Regions from separate parts of the Sus scrofa genome. Here region 1 is linked to region 2. A link is a contact called in public promoter capture Hi-C data. All regions are on one chromosome and are shown on one strand. The core of a region is the stretch at or near the end of the contact, and the rest is flanking DNA. Distances in the headings are between cores, read along the strand shown.

Region 1 (3,265 bases), core at 181-2,680, 1.2 Mb before region 2:
TGTGTCACCTCTGCCGAGCTTCAGAGGAAAATGTGACTTAAAAATACTCGGTAGAAGGGGGAAGAAGGGAGGGAGGAAACAATGCCTACACTTGAGGTGGGGCCCAAGAAATATTTGCCGGAAAGGAACCGTTCTGGGGAAGCCTCAAAGATCCCCTGTAGGACAGGCCAGTTTACGGATGAAAAGAAGAGAGGAGGGAGGGAGGAGGGAGAGGTCGTACCCAGGCAGTGCTTTGCTCCCGGAGGAGGAGTCCTCTTTTTTGTATTCGGAGTCCCCGGCCCCGCGACTCCCCCCCACGCGCCGTCCTCCCACTCCCCTCAGCCCGGGGCCCCTTCCCGACCCTCGGCCCCCTGGGATCGCGGCGGCTGCGCCCGGGGCGCTCTCTCCGCCCCGCCCTCACCAGCCCTGCCCGAGCCGGGAAAGCTGCCACCTCGCAGCACCCCGGGACCTGGCCAAAGCTCTGGGGCCTGCGATACGCGGAAAGAAGGGCCTCGGAGGCGGGGTTTTCGCCTCAGCCCTGGAGCCGGGAACCCTGGGGCTGGGGCCCGGGCCTTAAGAGAGCGCCCTACGCCTCGGAGCCCCGGAGGGCTGGCGTGCGGACGGCGCGAGGCCGCGGAAAGCTCGCGACACCAGGCCTCGCGCCCAGCGTGGCGCCGGGCAATCGCGAGCAGAGGTTCGGAGCCCGCCGAGCGGGGGCGGGCCCCGCCTCCTCGGCTCACCCGGGCCGGGGCCGGGCCGGGGGCTCGGCCGGCTCAGCCAATGGGCGCCGCGCTCGGGCCCCCTCCCCCGCCCCGGGAGGAGTCTGCGCGGGACCGCCGCTGGGGAGATCGTGAGCGACGTGCCGCGCCCGCGCCCCGACGTGCTCGCCGGGACCGCGCCGCGTCCCTGGAAGGAAGACAGTGACTTAGTGCGGACGCCAATTACGCACGCGGCGCCCTCGCGCCAGCCAGATTCCCGAACCCATCCCCGCCCGCGTCCCCAGCCCCGGCAGGGTCCAGCGCTCCAGGCCGGCGCCGATCGAGGCTTAGGGAGGCGCGCCGCCAGCCCAGGGCGCACCGCGCTGCCGGGCCACGGGGGAGGTCCAGGCCCGCGGAGGGGGCGGCGGGGGTCCGCGCCTTTGTTCCGGGCGGGGAGGGCCCGCGGGCGCGCTTCTCACCTTGCTGCTGGGCTCCATGGCCGCGCTGCGCCGGAGGCTCGGGCAGCGCCGGGTGCGCGGGCGGCGACGGGCTGGCGAGCGGGCTGCGCTCTGCGGCTCAGGCTTCTGCTCCGGTCCTGAGACTCCGACCACGACCCTGACTCCGACTCCGGTCGCTGGGCCTCCCGCTCGCTAGCGAGCCAGCTCCTGGGACCAGCGGCCCGCGATCTGAATGCTCGCCCGGGTTACCTCTGAGCGCCGGGACAGTCGCGTTTATAGGACCCCAGCCATTGGTTGGCGCGGCTGGTGCGCGGGGGGCGGAGGGGTGGGCAGGGTCTGGGGCGGGGCCTGGGGCACGTCCGGGGCGGGGCTCCGCGGGGAGGGGGCCCGGGCCCCGGCCCCGGGAAGGGGGCGGGGGGCTCGGCGCGGAGACCTTGCTCCGGCTGCGGGTCTCCCTGGGTCTCTGGGTCCCGGCGGCTCGCTGGCTGTGTGACCCTCAGCAAGTGTGCGCACCTCTCTGAGCCTCAGCGGCCTCCAGCAAAATGGAGGCGCTGCTACCGGCTGTGAGACAAAGTAGGAGCGGCCCAGGGTCGCGCTTAGGAGCGAGTCCTCACTTCGCCACCGGATAGCTTCGCGAAACCAGCGGTAGCGCTAGTACCACCTCATAGGTTTGTTATGAAGATTAAGTGAGTTAATATTTGTGGAGTGTTCAGAACAGCGTCTGTTACGTGGTCAGTGGTGTTTCAGTATGTCATAGGCTACGGGAGGTCTCGCTCCGCGGTCTCCTCCCTTTCCCTCTCCACCCCCACATTCCCGTTTGTAAGCGAAGCCTTGCTGTAGCACAGGCTGGGCCCCCTGCCTGGAAATCCGTACCCGCCTCTTCTCTGGACTTTATCATCACCTCCTCTGTGAAGCCTTCTCGGCCCCTGACAGTACCTGTGCCTCTGTGGTGACAGGTGAGTGTGGAAAATGTGAAGAACAATCACACAGGAGACCTTGGGTTTGAACCAGCTTCGCTGTAGACCAGCCCTGGGTGATCTAAGAAGCAGGCTGGCCCACGAGGCCCAGCTTTCTCCTGGCTAAACCAGAAGGATCACCCTGCCAACTTCATCTGCTCTCTGCAGAGCTCCAGTGTCCACAGACGCCCAGGCTGGCCGGCAGGAAGTCCCCCTCTCGTGGTAGTGGTGACAGTTCACCTTATTCCATCTGATGACCGCACCTCACTTCTTCTTGTAGAATTGTGTCTTATTTGAGACACAGTGAAAAGAAAGACACCCCGTCCAAAGGTCTGGACAAAATCCGAAGTTTAGGCTGGGGGTCCTGTTGGCTGTGGAGGGGGCCAGAAAGGGGTTACTTTCTGTGGGGAAGGCGGAGCCCAGCTGGCCACGTGACCCCTGGAGTCCTTTGTCTGGGCTGTGGGTCCTGTGCTGGCCTAGGGGGCAGCCTGGCTGGGCAAGGAGCCCTGGAAGGGAAGGCAGGCCCCCTCCCGGCACACCCTGCCTGCGACTCCAGAGTCTATGCTCTCTCTGCTGCTCGGCCTGAAAAGCTTGGGGCCGCCCCTCCTCTTCCCGAAGCCCCTGTGGATTTCATCTTCTCTACCCCCTCCCCCTCCTCCCCTTCCTGCTGCCTGCAGGGCCTCCAGAGCCTCTGGTTTCCGCTCCAGTGCTGACCCTCGCTCTCCTGTTTGGATGTCCGGCATTGCCTTCCTTCTTCCTTGGAGGCAACAAGGTCCCACCTGGCCAGCAAGGCCCTCAGGGGCCAGTGTACAGCCTCAGCCTCTGCCCTCAGACTGGTGCTTTCTACGTCTGCCCCTTTGCTCTGGTTGTTTCCCCTGCGTGACTCCCTCCACCTCCACCTCCCCAAATAAAAACGCTCCTGAGAGCACAAAGCACCTCTGGAATGTGACCCCCTCCAGGAAGCACCCCTAAATCCTCCAAGAGGGACACTGTCTCTTCTTTACCCTCCGGTGTTTCTTAGTGTGCGCCTGTCCTGTCTCCCCTAGACTGAGCTCCCCGAGGACTGCTTCCGTAGCAGTGAAGGCAGAAGGCGGGGGGCGGGGGGGTGAATGAGCGTATGAGCGGTCTGTCTGCCAGGTTCGTCCCTTCGGCACCTTTCAGGTTTCGCCCCTTC
Region 2 (3,238 bases), core at 371-2,870:
AGTTCCAAAAAAGTCAAGGTCTTATGGCTAGAAAGTGGCAGAGACAGGTTTTGAACACAGACCTAAGTCCAGAATCTGTGCTCTTGATCCTTCCCCCTTCCACACCTTCCACAATGAAATCTCAGGCTCGGGACCAAGGCATTTCACAGCCCTGTGCACAGACCTGGAATCAGCTCCCTTAGGCTGGCTTCCTGCTTCATCCTTCCAAACACCCCAGCCTCTACCCCTTCCTCCTTCAATGTATCCTACGTAGGACAGAGAGAGGCTAAAATGCAAATCCAGTCATCACTGCCCACTTGAAACCCCATCGTGGTTTCATACTGCACTGAGGATAAGGTCTAAATTCCTTCAAGAGACTACTGTTCCCAACTTGTCTTTCCAACCTCATCTCTGTTACTCATCCCCCTCCTTCCTCCCGGCCCCCATTCCCTCTTAAAGTGAACACAAACTATCTGTACGTCAAGCATTTTCTTGTTAAAGGTTTGTCGAATGACTAGATCCCCACCGGACTCTGCTTAACAGCTCATCAAGCCTCCCTCCTCCCCAGTCTTGCTGTTCTTCAAACTCAGAGCCAGTTTCTGGACTTTCTCAGGGAGGCCTTCACCCACCTTCTCAGGCCTCAGTCCTATGGCCCGCTTCCTCCACTGAGCACAAGCGCAGGGAGAGGTCTTTTCCCGTTCGATTACTTCCTTTCCCTGGCAAGCGTTAAGAAAAGGTCAAGCGGAGGGTAAGGGGCAGGGACTGCTGGGTCTGCCTGCAGCCAGTCAGATGTGGGGCTGGTCTCGGCTACCCGAGTTGTGTGCCCAGGGACGAGGTAAGCGCGACCCTCTCCAACTTTGGCTTCCTCCCCGGAAAACAATGAATGAAAATTACCCACCACGGAGGTGCTGAGAGAGGTGGACCTTAGATATGCAAAGCACTGATGCTAGCACTTCAATGGGAACTATTCTTACTTTAATCACTCAGAAACAGAAGTTGCTCCCAAGAACCCTAGGAAATTCTCCGAGCACTGTCCATGGTACGCGGTTTCCCAGTTGCTCGATGGGTGGCCCCGAGAGCCACCCTTTTTTACTACGGAGGCGTGCCAAGTTTCGTTTCTTCTCAGGGTGGTGCGGAAGCCGTCTTCCCAGACGGCCCCTCTCCGGGCCCCAGGTGGTGCCCGCGGCGGAGCACCAGAGTGACCGGGGTCCCCTGTATTCCTCTCCCCAACACACACCTTATCCTCCAGCCTGGGTTCCCAGCGCCATCCATCAACCCGTTGAGTCACAGCCGTCTAGGGAGCCCTCCCGCAGCGCCGCCCGCCGGTCCGACCGGGAGCGCTGGAAGCCGCGGTAAAACTGGGGTTGGCTGGGCTCCGCCAGCCCCAAGCCCACGTGCTCCCGGCCGCGGCCACCAGGCGCCGCCCTCTCGCTGGGCGCAAAACGGACTACATTTCCCAGGGTGCAAAGCTGCGGGGCCTTTGGCTCGGCGGGGGCCTAGAGCGGCGCGCCGCTCCGTCGCCTGCTCGGGGGCGCGCGTGTTGGCGCGAGGACGGGAGCGGAGACCCGGAATGAGTTGCCGCGCAGTTCCGCCGGGCCGTGCCGGGCTGCGCCGGGCCGGGTCGGGTCAGGGCAGGCGAGCCGGGTCGGGGGGGACGGCGTCTGTGTCGGCGGTGCCGAGGACAGGCGCTCGGGGCAGCCCTCACCTCTCTGAGGTCCCCGCCCCGTCCCGGCCGGGCCGGCTCGCCTGTCAGTCACTGGGGCGGAGGCAGCGGCGGCAGCGGGGCCGGAGCTCGGCGGTGAGAAGAGCGCGGGCCGGGCCGAGCGGAGGGAACCTGCCGCAGCCCCTCAACTCTCCGGACTCTTCGCCCCAGACCTGCGAAGCTGCAGCCCCGCGCTTCGTTGGACGCCTGCGTAACCTGCGAAGGGCTCTTTCCCCCGTGACCCCCCAGCCCCTTGACCTCCTCTTAGGACCCGAGAGCTCACTCAGAAGAGGGTGTTGTGGGTACAGGCCATCGACCCTGTGACCCTTGGCGGGCCGGGGCCTCGGTTTCTCCCAGGCCTCCCTCCCCTGTGACTCTCTCCTCATAGATTCCGGGGACAGAGCCTTGACCTACCACTAGGACCCCTCGCTTGCGAACTCCGCACCGGTGGCTTTCTCCTAGGAGTGCCCCTCCGTGGGTCTTCTCCGAAGGGCACCCCTTTTGGCCTTTGGCAAGCCCCCCGCCCCCCACCGAGGTGGGGAGGCCTCGGCAGCCATGCTCGCCCTGGGTCCCCTGTCACCCCAGCTCTCCCTGGGCACCCAAGCCGGGGTCTAGCAGGGGGGCCAGCAGCCAAGAGGCTGGGGCAGGAGACAGGTCACGGTCCACCTCCCTGCTGGGGAGGGAGCAAAGATGGAGCGGCGGGAGGAGCAGCCGGGGGCTGCAGGGGCTGGAGCGGCACCAGCCTTGGACTTCACTGTGGAGAACGTGGAGAAGGTATGAGGGCCCTGGGGTGGGCACTCCAGTGACAGAGCAGAAGTTCTGGGGACAGACACTAATGCCAGAGCCTAGGCCTGGGCTGGGTGCCCGCTGGGAGGGTGCCTCCAGAGCACCTGGCATTTGCTGTCTTTCTGGGCAGCAGTAGCCTCTCAATAGGCTATTTTTGGCCTTTCTTTGACCTGGGTCCTCTGTGGATACTCTAGGGTCTCGGGATGGCCCCCCCAGGGTGCTCCCCGTGTAGCTCTCCAGCCAGACTGGCTCTCCTCCAGCTCCATGGGAACTGCAGGAGCAGTGCAGTAAGAAATCAGGAACCCAGGAGACCTGCAGCTCAGTCCTCAGAAACCATGGCGATGCTGAACCCTCCTGGACCTGTTCTGTTGAGCCAAGGGCTCAGAGAATAACCTGGAGCTAAAACGATCTGGATGGTGCTTTCACTCTTCCTTGGGGAAGGGGCCTTCGTTTATTGGACCGAAGCCAGACCACTCCTGGTTGGTCCCCTTTATTTTGCCCAAGGGGCCTGGTCCTGCTGGCAGCTCCAGGGGCCTTCCCTACTCACCTGCCCGCATGGCTTCCTGCCACGGCACTCCCAGGCTCTCCCCACTGCCCAGTCCATCTTTTTTTTTTTTTTTTTTTTTGAACTTCTTTTTTCCTGGGCTCTGCCCCCAGAGGCTTGCCATGCAGACATGCATGTCCCCTGGGATGAATGGGGAGATGGGGCTCCCTTGCTGGAAAGCAGAGAACGGTTGCAGATATTCATTTGTCATTCTCGAGCCCTGTGCG

Evidence for each region. Promoter capture Hi-C pulls out the DNA fragments that hold promoters and counts their contacts.
Region 1: a contact with region 2 is called in a promoter capture Hi-C map of fetal skeletal muscle, with 8 times the contacts expected there. The contact joins the promoter of SLC2A1 here to the promoter of IPO13 in region 2. A contact is called at or near these places in 1 of 5 promoter capture datasets (fetal skeletal muscle) and 1 of 2 datasets of contacts at active chromatin or transcription factors (alveolar macrophages).

What each region holds. Positions count from the first base shown.
Region 1 is chr6:168,533,563-168,536,827 of Sscrofa11.1, reverse strand. It overlaps SLC2A1 (solute carrier family 2, facilitated glucose transporter member 1), which reads right to left and starts at 1,430. Exons shown (of 10, transcript XM_021096908.1): 1 at 1,157-1,430. The coding sequence starts at 1,174.
Region 2 is chr6:167,346,187-167,349,424 of Sscrofa11.1, reverse strand. It overlaps IPO13 (importin-13), which reads left to right and starts at 1,620. Exons shown (of 19, transcript XR_298727.3): 1 at 1,620-2,455.